3 separate regions of the Sus scrofa genome follow, and all the other regions are linked to region 2. The links are chromatin contacts, called in public HiChIP or PLAC-seq maps. All regions are on one chromosome and are shown on one strand. The core of a region is the stretch at or near the end of the contact, and the rest is flanking DNA. Distances in the headings are between cores, read along the strand shown.

The links. HiChIP or PLAC-seq counts read pairs in DNA pulled down with a chosen protein or histone mark.
Region 1: an H3K27ac HiChIP or PLAC-seq map of alveolar macrophages shows a contact between it and region 2. The contact joins the promoter of PGM2L1 here to the promoter of PPME1 in region 2. A contact is called at or near these places in 1 of 47 Hi-C or Micro-C datasets (heart right ventricle) and 1 of 2 datasets of contacts at active chromatin or transcription factors (alveolar macrophages).
Region 3: a contact with region 2 is called in an H3K27ac HiChIP or PLAC-seq map of alveolar macrophages. The contact joins the promoter of UCP2 here to the promoter of PPME1 in region 2. A contact is called at or near these places in 1 of 5 promoter capture datasets (fetal liver) and 1 of 2 datasets of contacts at active chromatin or transcription factors (alveolar macrophages).

The regions. Positions count from the first base shown.
Region 1 is chr9:8,759,890-8,763,560 of Sscrofa11.1, forward strand. PGM2L1 (glucose 1,6-bisphosphate synthase) reads right to left here and starts at 1,832. Exons shown (of 14, transcript XM_003129639.5): 1 at 1,402-1,832. The coding sequence starts at 1,512.
Region 2 is chr9:8,510,610-8,514,377 of Sscrofa11.1, forward strand. It overlaps PPME1 (protein phosphatase methylesterase 1), which reads left to right and starts at 2,182. Exons shown (of 15, transcript XM_003357190.5): 1 at 2,182-2,744. The coding sequence starts at 2,197. C2CD3 (C2 domain-containing protein 3) reads right to left here and starts at 2,234. Exons shown (of 34, transcript XM_021062487.1): 1 at 1,976-2,234. The coding sequence starts at 2,030.
Region 3 is chr9:8,363,054-8,366,765 of Sscrofa11.1, forward strand. UCP2 (uncoupling protein 2) reads right to left here and starts at 1,499. Exons shown (of 8, transcript NM_214289.1): 1 at 1,455-1,499.

The sequences.
Region 1 (3,671 bases), core at 582-3,081, 250 kb after region 2:
GTGTGGTCCACAGACCAGAAGCATTAGTATCACTTGGGAGTTCATTGTGAAGTAGAATCTCAGGCCCCACCCCAAGCCTCTTAAATCACAATCTGCATTTCAAGATTCAGGGGATCTGTAAGTACTTCAAAGTTTGAGAAGCACTGGTTTAGACTCCAGAGGAAGAATCAGAATGTCCAAGACATATATATATATCCCAGGCATAGTAAATAACTCGTAATTGCTTATTTGTTGGTCTTCCTTATCTTCTGACTGAAGGCTGTTGAGGGCAGGAACCAACCCTTTCTAGCTTCCTCAACAATAGCATACCCTGGACCTAAAGGCCCCCGCACATTACCCACTGCTCAACAGATATTTTTTGCTGAATCCATGAATTACTCAACAAAGTGAAAATAAAACTTTTTCAGAAAGCTAATAATCCTTTATGAGACTGAATAACAATTTCACATATTACCGTACCAATTCTTTCATTCAGTATCAGTAACTCCATTTAAACATATTGTCCTCTCTACATGAGCGAATGCATTTAGACTTTCACAAAGCAAAAGCCTGGATCATCTTCCTCTGGTTGGAGCCACCAGGGGCCTCTTTTCAAGCGAGCTAGCTCTATTTTAATTCTAGCTCTCACATATCCATCCCATATGCCCGCACAAGAGGAAATCGCCGCAACAATTTGGAGGAGTGGGAGGAATGGGGAGGGAGTCGGTAAAGCAAAAACAATTCTGTGTCAGAAACATCACATGAAACCTGGAAAACGATTTCTGGAACAGGATACTTCCAGAAAACAACTCCTGGCCGAGAAAGAAAGAGAACCTCTACCTTTCTCAAAAGCAAAAGGTGATATTAGAGAATATACCAGGGAGTGATAAAAGACCGGCGATTACCTAGCGACGAAAGGTGGAAACACACCGGACCAGGACTAAAGCGGATAGCGGTTAGAAACGTCCAAGAAGGGTGCGGGGGGAAACGGGGAGGGGGGGGCGAAACCCAACAAAACCACTTTCAGATTTGTTAAATAGGAAGTCAAGGGAGAAGAAAGGGAAAAGGAAATAGCTCCAGTAAGGGTAGAGCTTATGATGATGATGATGATGTTATACTATTATTATTTTTTGAGAGAGATGACATACACCTGGGGGGGGGGGGCGGAGGAGGAAGGGAGGTTGCAATTTCGCTCACTGCAAAAGGAAGCGACTACAGGCGTTCCTTCTCAGCTTAAATGGTCCCAGGAGGCAGCCCAAGCATAGGTGCGTGGTAACGCCCGACTCCGCTGACCCCCGCCCGGCGGCGGGAGCCGTCTCCCCCACAGCCCGCCGGGCAGCGGGTGGGGACGCGAAAGGGCGTACAGTGTAAGGGGTGGGGGGCGGGAGGAGAGGGCGGATGCCGAGCCGACCAGGTACCCACCTTATCCCAACGCAGCCACTGCCCGATGGCCGTGTCTAGCTGAGGGTCCCCGGTGTGGTAGGGGGTGTGGAGCAGGTTGGAGTTCAGGTCTCCCTCTGCGTTTTCAGCCATGGCAGCCTGACGGGGGTGCGGGCCTAGGGGACCCGCGCAGACACCGAACTGGAAGGGCTTGACGTACGCTCACCAGGGTCGCGACGCCCCCTCCTCACTGAAGGGCATTGGAGACCAGCCGCAGGATGTTTGTGCCAGCTCCTGCGCAGCTTCGGGGAAGCACGAGAGGGGGCGCGCGGCCGCCCGCTCCCCACTAGACCAGCTCCCGGTCTCTCTGGGCGAACGGACCGAGGCGGTCCCGCCGCGAGAGAACAACAGTCCCAGATGTCTGGGTTGTGGCCGCCGCCGCCAGCAGCGCTCGCCGCCTTAGGCCCCGCCCCACCCGCGCCGCCGGCCCCGCCCCTTCCCGCCCCTGCAGATTTAAGCCCCCGGGGCACCGGGCGGTGGGAGGCGCTGGCCGGGAAGCGACGCCTTCCTAGCCCCACGAGTTAGGGCCCGCCAGGTGGTGAGGAACGATTTTTAGTTTTTAATTTGCCTTTTTCCATGTGCTTTGTCCTTGTTACGATCCCCGCAGACTCCCATGCGTCTCCTTTTCTGGCTCAGCCACCGAGGGGCGCCCCAGGGCTCCCGTGTGAGCCCGCAGGGCGCGCGAAGGCCCCCTCCCGTTTAGTCTCAAGGCTCGCGCTGGCGGGAGGGTGCGCCCGGCTGTCTCCGCACGGCCTCACGGGAGTTGTAGTTCTTTTCTTTCCCAGCGGTGTGTTGAGACTGCGGCAAAGACTACGCCTCCCAGCAACTCCATGCCCTGCGTTTTCTCAAAGGATAAAAGACCTCTAGGCTGGTCCCTGCGGGCACACCCTGTCGGTTTAGGAACCTTCACGTTGTGGCCCCGGGCTTCAATTAAATTAAACAAGACAGGTACAGTAAGGGAGTGTGCTTTACAATTTACGAATCGCGACCTGTGGTTTCACCCATCCTGTGACAGAGTAAATTAGACGTGATCCATCCCCATTTTACACACAAAGAGGAAACTGCCTCTGAGTGAACCCGACCTTCTCAAAGAGACGGAATTCCTAAGTGCCTGGACGAGGGTTCCAACCTCGTTTCAGATCTCAGCTGGCACTTCTTTTTGCTCTGCTGCTACAGTGGACTGGGAGGTAGGGAGAACAAGATGACTGGAGGGGAAAAAGACAAGTTGTGAAAGACGAAAGATGTGTTAGCATTTAATTAAGCATGAGTAAGAATGTGTGAGCATCTTAACAGAGTGCAAAGAGGAATAGGAATACAGAGGGAGAGGAAAGATGATTGCAATCTTAAATTTCACCTTATTTTGGCCTCCTCTCTTCGCAAGACGAAGTGTGGGAGATGCTAAGTGCTTACCTGACATGGTGCTTAGTCAGACACAGCTGTTACTGAGTTTCTTGATGTAACCTTCTTACAATAGCTCGATACTTTAACCAAGTACCTTACAACTCTTTCGCTGGTGGACGTTTTTGTAAGGAGGGTATAATAATATTTACACCTTTGGAGTTCCTGTCGTGGTTTCAGTGGTTAGCGAATCCGATTAGGAACCATGAGGTTGCGGGTTCCATCCCTGCCCTTGCTCAGTGGGTTAAGGATCCGGGGTTGCCGTGAGCTGTGGTGTAGCTCGCAGATGCGGCTCGGATCCCGCGTTGCTGCGGCTCTGGTGTAGGCGGGAGGCTACAGCTCTAATTGGACCCCTATCCTGGGAACTTCCACATGCCGCCGGTGCGGCCCTAGAAAAGACAAAAAGACCAAAATAATAATATTTACACCTTGGCTACAGCAACTTAATAAATGGCTTTAAAATGCTTTGAGGTTCACAGATAAAAGAAATAATAAATTCAAAATATTCCTTTCGTTCCTCTAAAAGTGCCATTTACCATAATGAAATTCAAACTACCGAGCTACAAATGGATTGTAGCACCAATTCCTGGAATATAATATGCTGTAGTTGGGAATTACAGTTTTTGCTAATCAGTTGAGTGTTTCCTTTACGGAGTCAGCAGGTTCTTTTAATCACACAAGGCCTGGGAAATAACCACGTGTCCTGGGGAGAAATTCACCCTTTGCTCTCATCATTGTTATTGTCCATCATGAATGTCTGTTAAACACATATGTTCTCTACACCGAGTATTATGCCAGGAGCCGAGGCTATAAGAAACTATAAAACATAATTACTCATTTTTAAAAATAAAATT
Region 2 (3,768 bases), core at 932-3,431:
TTAATACGACGTTTCTATAAAGCTTTCCTTTCATGACACTGATTACCTTCCATTCACAGTGTCTTGTAACCGTAACTCACAGGAAATTGAAGAACGCATTCCGGAGTTCTGGTTGTGGCTCACAGGTTAATAACCAGCGCAGTGTCCGTGAGGATGGAATTCGATCCCTGGCCTTGCTCAGTGGGTTAAGGGTCTGGCCTGCCACAAGCTGCAGCGTAGTTTAGGTCACAGATGCAGCTCGTATTGCTGTGGCTATGGAGGAGGCTGGCAGCTGCAGCTCTAATTTGACCCCTCGCCTGGGAACTCACATATGCTGCAGGTGTGGCCATAAAAAAAGGAAAAAAGAACTCATTCTTATATTACACACACCTTTCTATTCCTTTTTTTTTCTGGGGAGTGGTCATGCCTCCCCAGAAGAAAATATATTGGAAAGCATCAGATAAGGAATTTATGTTAGCAATTCTTTGGATTTCTAAAGCCAACACCTTCTCTGCTTTCTTTAGTAAGGAAAAGACTCACCATATAGCTAGTTTCAGTATAAAAATTATACACAGGTATGCACATGAGCATTACTGTATATGCATATGGTATATAGTGAGAAGGACATTCTTATGTTATTTCTGTTTTGATTTTCCTCCTAGCAACCAAATATGCTTGACTGGTTTGACACAGGGAGCACGAGCACTGCACAGTTCCATGCTTCTGTTTCATATCCTCCCATCATTCCTAGAAGGAAAGGCATTGCCTCAAAACTGTGTTATTGTTACACAGTGTGGATAAGATTCATCCCCAAACTTCAGCTTTCATTCTTAACCTAATGGCCTAATGCACTATCACGAGTCCTAATACTGCTTTGCCTATAATATAAATAGGCAGACTCACCCAGGATTTTTTGTTTTGGTTTTTTAATATGTTTTTTGAAGCAGCCCTGTAGAGATTCAGTTTCGTTTCCTGATCTGTCCTGGGTTCCCAGGGTGACTGTTCTTGCTGCAGCTAACACTTTCCTGGTCTCTTGGTGAGCTTGCTTCTCCTTGAGCATGCTAACCTGATAAGGTTCTCTTGCTACACACTCTTTCATCTTAAATCCTTCAGAGAACTTCATGCCCTCACAACCCCGGCAACCCCCACCACTCCCCAGCTTTTCTTCCTTTTCCTTCACAACTATCCTTTCGCTACTCCCAGCTGTAGCCCTGGATGCTTTATGATCGTCTCACCTTCAGTCATTCAACTAACATTTACTGAGTCCAGCTTTGTGCTAGTTCTTGGGGATTCGGCAACGTATTAAACATGACCCCTGCCCATTAGGATCACTGCTATACTCTCCTCTACAACTTATTTTTTTTCCAGTCCCATGTGGCCTGCAAAACTACACCCTCCCCACCCCCATCCCCAACACACGTCTGACTTTATCAAAAACACTCCTAAATCATGGGGATTTAAATACAGCACAGTGACTACAGTTAATTATAGTGTATTGTCTATTTGAAAGTTGCTAAAGGGTAGATTTTAAAAGCTCTCCTCAGAAGGAAAAAAATATTTGTAACTATGTCTGGTGATGATGCTACCTAGACACGAACTCATTTCGAAATATATACAAATCGTTATATTGTACAGCTGAAACGAACAATGTTATATGTCAATTATAATCTCAATTTTTAAAAAGTAAAAAGCAAAACATTCCTACAATTTTTTTTTTTTTTCCTTCCTCTAGAAGCGTCCCCTTTTAACCCTCACTTCATTTACTCATTTTTGCCTCCTACTTCGGCCACTATTTCCTTTCCATTCGCAGGAGAGCCAAACGCCCTGTCTTTTCAATCTTCTGATTCCCTGGTTATTCTCCCTTCTCCAACCCCTTTTTAAAAAACAGGCGGCTGTGCGTATGGGAGGGGTGGGGGTGGCGGGGAGTCTGCCTAGAACGTCTGGCACCCTGCTCCCCTAACTCCGCCCTACCACTCTGCCCTCAACCTTTCGTTACCTCTCTTCCCGCGGCTGCGGCCGGCCCCAGGCCCCTGGGCTTTCCGTTGTTTCATGGCGAGCCCGAGCTCCTCTTCATCAACTCAAATCCGGCCACAGCACCCAAGCCGTAACCTCCCGCCATCCCTTCCCACCGCGCTTGCGTTCCCCAGCAACTGGCGCCGCTGGGCAGCCTGGGAGGCAGGAAGAAGCGACTCTTTCTCTAACAGTCCCCGGGAAGCCATGAGAAAGAAAGGCGGCATACTCCTTCAGACCAGGAGACTACAACACCCAGAATGCTTTGCTACACTACCTTCGCGGGGTTGGAGACGGTCTCCTCCAGCTGCGCAGGCGCAAAGGGATACTCCCTTTGAGGACTCCATTGCCCAGGGTGCATTGCTTTCAGGAGCACTTCTCTTTCCGTCTGGGATCGTGAAGTTCTCCGCTTGGGGTCTGAGGGGTCCGAGACTCCGTTACCCAGCTCCCTTTGTGAAGTGCTGTTGCGCACTTCCGGTGGAAGCGCAAGGCGAGGGGGTGGAGTCTACGGAGCCGGTGGGCGGTGCTGCCGGTAGCTGGGTGCTGTCCAAAGGCTACAGGGCGTCGCTAGGGGAGCGAGCTGTGACCGGTTGGGCCGCTCTTAGCGTGGGACGGAGCTTCGGCTACAGTTCGGCTACCTGCGGCCTCCCCTTCATGTCGGCCCTCGAGAAGAGCATGCACCTCGGCCGTCTGCCCTCTCGCCCGCCTCTCCCCGGCAGCGGGGGCAGTCAGAGCGGAGCCAAGATGCGAATGGGGTACGTGACCCATACCCCTTCTCCCTAGAGGCCAGGCCCCGGCCATTGGAGAATGGTGTCTCTGCGCGTTTAGGGCGGCACGACCAGGAGGGCTCAGGAGGGGAGAAGATGTTGGCGGCGGCCTGGAGACGTTTAGATGAAGTAGGAGGTGGATCTGGGGACTAGGGGAGGCGCCAAGTCAATGGAATTGGAGGACAAATAGTATTGGAGGGAGGGGAATGAGGCAAAGATTGAAGAGGCTGAGAGGATCGTGTAAGAGAGGTAATGAGGCACCCCCAGAAGAAGGGGTGGAGGAGGTTTGAGAAAAGGGAGATGAGCGGTGACAGAGGTGGAGGGAAGTCTGCCAGGGAGGGCTGAGAGAAATGGGAAATGACAGAGAAAAGTTGAGGGGAATTAGAAGAACCAGGGAAATATTAGGAGGCGTAAGAAGACTGTGAACACTAGGTGTTAGAAAAAGCCGACGGAAAGCGAGAACACCTGAGGCAGGGTTGGAGCAGACGAGAGAAACAGGGAGCAGAAGGTTCTAGAGAGAGTTCCTAGAGGTGTAAGAGGCAGATTCAGGGAGTGAGCGGGCGACTTAGAGATTGGGTCTCTTGAGGGGTACCGCGCAAGTGTGGAGAACAGGCCAGAGGAAAGATGGAGAACACACTCCAGAAGACTGTTGGGGTGAGATGTGCGGGCGGGGATAAGGGGAGGAGGGCTGAGGGCCTTAGAGACTGACCAGGGGCTCCACAGACGGAGAGATGACTAGGAACAGGGTTTAGGGAACGCAGGGCTGCAGAGCTAAGTCCAGGATGCATAAAGAGGGCGATTTGGGCAATTGATTTTTTCTGGGCTAATACATCTGATGGAAGCTATGTTTGGGTCTGATAAGATTCAATTAACAGAGTATGGAGTGTAGCCACTTAAAGTGTTTTAGGGGAAACCTTCCTTTACTGGGTTGGGAGGAGCTGTTTGCTTTGGGAGTTTTAGGTTATTGAATGGCTTGTGCCAGGTTCGGGGGTATGAAGGTGTAGAAGAGAGA
Region 3 (3,712 bases), core at 249-2,748, 150 kb before region 2:
GCCACGGCTTCAAGAGAGGCGGGGGTGGGGAAGTGCAGGTCACAGCAGCGAAGTGACAAAGGAAACCAAAAGCTCCATTTTGTTCTCAGAACTGCAACGACACCGTCTCCTCCCTGCCCTGGGAGGAAGGAAGCCGAGCGCGCACCCCAGTGGGGAAGACGACCTGCTTCTTGGCCCCGAGTTTACTTCTTTGCCAGCGCGGGCGGGGCGGCTCTGAGCCCTGCCTGACTGGCTGCCCCTGTTGCGGGGCCAGGAGAAAGAGCCAGAGAATGATGAGCGGAGAGTCAGCTGCGAAAACGGACCCAGGGAAACAGAGCGCACGGGGCTGCTTCCTCCTGCGCTTCTCACCCTGGGTGGCCGGGACCCAGAGGCTACTCCCCACTCAGCTGCTGCCTTTCTTCCTGTTTCCCTGGAGCTTGGCGCACATGAGGCTCAGTGAAGGCTGGCACTTAGGTGGCAGAAGGGGTTGTGACGGTGTTCCAGAATCCCCCGTTTCCTTGCCCTGACATCCCCCTAACCCAGGGGTGCTCACACCTTTTGTCGCCCTCTGCCTGGCATCCTTACTCCTCAGAGCAGCCCTGTGAGGGGCTGCTCCTGCTTCCACTTTACGGGTGAAGGAACTTCCTAAGCCCTGTCTGCAGGCGCCAAAGCCCATGCTATCTGCTTTGCCCTGGTGCCCACTCCTTTCTTTCCTGCTGTTTTCTTAGCCCCAGGCACAGGCAGGGCCTTTCAGGAGCAAGGCCAACACCCAAGTCCTCTCGTGACAATGTGACAGTCCTGAGAAGGTTCAGGCAGATGGCATCCCTTCTCTGGGCATCAGAGACATGACGAATGAGTTAATCATTTCCTGACCTTGATCTGGGTTGCAGAGTTGGGAGGGCCAGAGATAAATAAGACCTAGCCCCCCGCTCACCTCAGAGACAAGTGCACAGAGGCTTAAGTTGCCATTTTGTATGTTGCCTTGCGTTTGCCCAAGTCAGGTCCTTAAGAGCCGTGGGTACAGAGGCAAAGGGGCCTGTGCTAAAGACTAGTAAGAAGATGAAATTAAACTCAGGCCTAACCAGAAAGTTAATCATATGTGACAGTCCCTGGCAATTAACTGCTTTCAAGTCCAAAAACGTACAGCTGATCACCAATCTCAGTCTCGGGGCCAGTCAGCCTGAGTCAGCAACATGAGTTAGAACAAGAGGTTCCTGGCCTGGCTCTGCTGAGACTCCCAGGGTGGCCACCTGGGCCTCAATCTCCTCCTCTGGGGATTACCATCCTTGGCTTGTGGGGGGGGGGGGGGGCTGAGGGCCAGAATGAGACCACGGATATACAGAAGTGCTTCGCGAACTCTTAAGAGGGACTTTACTGGGGCGGTGCTGCTGGTTGTTTTGTTAACGTCCTGCCACCCCACCCCTAGACCACAGGGCAGAGGCAGCAAAGACTCCGCAGTTAGACTGGGCTCTTACCTGGCTTCGTCAGGTCTCACACTGAGGCCTTCAAGATCAAGCTTCTCTAAAGGCCTCCCATTCCTCAAAGCTGCCAGTGGCTATCATGGCCCCATCCCTTGGGTTTTCCATAGAAGATGGCTGGGAGACGAAACACGTAATGGTCATACTATGTGTCCTGTGGGTGAGGACAAAGGAGCGTTTAGAAAAGGAAATGCGCCTTTAACGACCACAGCCCAGCAAGGAAAGGGCCACGGGGCCCAAGGCACACATGCCCCCTCAGTCCTTGCCTGGGGGTGAGAGGGCAGGGAACAGAGTCTGTTTCCCACAGGGCAGCTGAGGGGGATGATTCCAGAGCCCTCCCGCTCCTGCTGCTCCCTCGGTATCACACCCTGCTTTAGTGGGACTCTGTACTCTGTACTCTGCAGAAGCATCGCCCAGCACAGTCAGCAGGCTCTGGGGATCTGAGTGCTGGAGGGGGTCGCGATGGGGCGGAGACAGACGGAATCAACGAGGGCCCAGATCGGGTCTGCGAGGAGGTTAGAGGGGCCGCATCAAGCAGCTCAGTCTCCTGCAGGCAGACAACTGCCCCAGGAATGGCCCGGAGCCGCCTGGGGTGGGAGAGGTCATTCTGGTCATTGCTGAAGGCCCCTCACCCCGGCCGAGGAGAAGCAGTGTTAGGGTGAAGGCTTAAATGACAGCCATTTGAACGCGAGCGGTAAAGAAGAAAAGACAGCAAAAGGGTGAAAGAGAGAAAGAAACAAGACCGAGAAATAAAATACAAAAGAGGAGACGAGGAGGGAAATTAAACGAGGCGCGCGGTCCCCGCGGGCGGGCGGGTAGCGGGCGTGGGGCAGGTGGAGCGGGCGCAAGGCCGGGGCGGGCCGGAGCCGGGCTCACCGGGCCGCAGGGAGAACTCAGGAGAACCGGCAGCTGTCTGTCGTCGGGCAGAGGGCGAGTCCAGGGAGCGCCCTCGATCCGAAGCGGAGAGAAGACGATCCGAAGGCGTGGCGGGCCGGGGCTTGCGGAGAGACCTGCAGCAGCCGCCGCGCGACCTAGACGCCTGGGCAGGGCCTGGGCGGGGCCTGCGGGCTCCGGGGGCGGGGGCGCGACCCGCGAGCCACCGCCTTTCCGCAGAGACCGCCCCGCCCGGGGTTCTCTCCGCGACACCCCCCCTCCACGCCCACTTCCGGGAGCCGATCCCCCGCTCCCCAACCTTGGTTCCCCTGTAGGGTCATCTCCTAGCTCCGCCACCCTCATTGTCGCCCGGAAAGAAGCAGAGGCTGCCCAGGGCCACATACGCCCCCGGCCCCTTGCCAGGGTTCTTTCTAGCAGCGCCCTGAGGCTCAGGTGCAAGAGCACCCACTCCTTCCACGGGCTCAGCCCGCGACCCCCAACTCCACGACCGCAACTTGACGAACCGCAGGCTTTCTCCCCTGGCGCCAGCGGGCTCCCGCGGGGCCCGGCGTCGCTGGCAATTGGTTCAAGTCGCCCCGTGGCGGGAGGAAGGAGCCAATCTAGGCTGTAGCAGCAGGTGGCCGGCAACCGCCAAAGGCAGTTATGCGCAGCCGGGCTTCCCGCCGCCTCCTGGCCCAGTTCAGGGCCCCCAGGCGACTTCCGGCCGGGTTGGGGAGGGGGCGCCAAGCGTGACGCTCCCCCTCCCCCCACTTACAGGGAACCTGCGGGGTCGGGGGTGGGGGCACGCTGGCAGGGAGAAGGCCTGGACCTGCTGCATGCTTAAGCCCCGGCCTGAGAAAGGGCCAGTGGGAGATGTGCCGACCCGGTTTGGTCTCAGGTAGCTGAGGGGTCTTATAGGGGTTCAGATATGTAAACAGCCGGTAATTGTGTCCAATGGCTGCACAAGCGCGTGCGTGTGGAACATAGACTGTTGAGTAATAGTCTCTGTTGGCCCTCAGACGCTGGGCCCCTACGTTTGTGTACCTTCCATCTGGACTCAGTTCTTTTGATGTGCCCTGTCACTATCAGGCCAGGATCCTGAATCCCCGCGGAGCGCGCACCTTTGGGGGTGGCTGCAGTGGCTGACGGCTTGCTGGCCGAAGCATTCTTTGTTTACTGTTACGGCAGGTGACATTCTTTGGAATGAATGAATGAATCACAGAGATTAGACGTTTTCATGTGAATATGTATGTTAGTAGGGTTCTCCAGAGCAACACAACCAACAGGATGTGTGTGTGTGTATAAAGAGGGATTTTTTTAAATTGACTATAGTGGATTTGCACTTGATCTTAGCCAAAAGGCTGAGAAGCTGTCATAGCTGA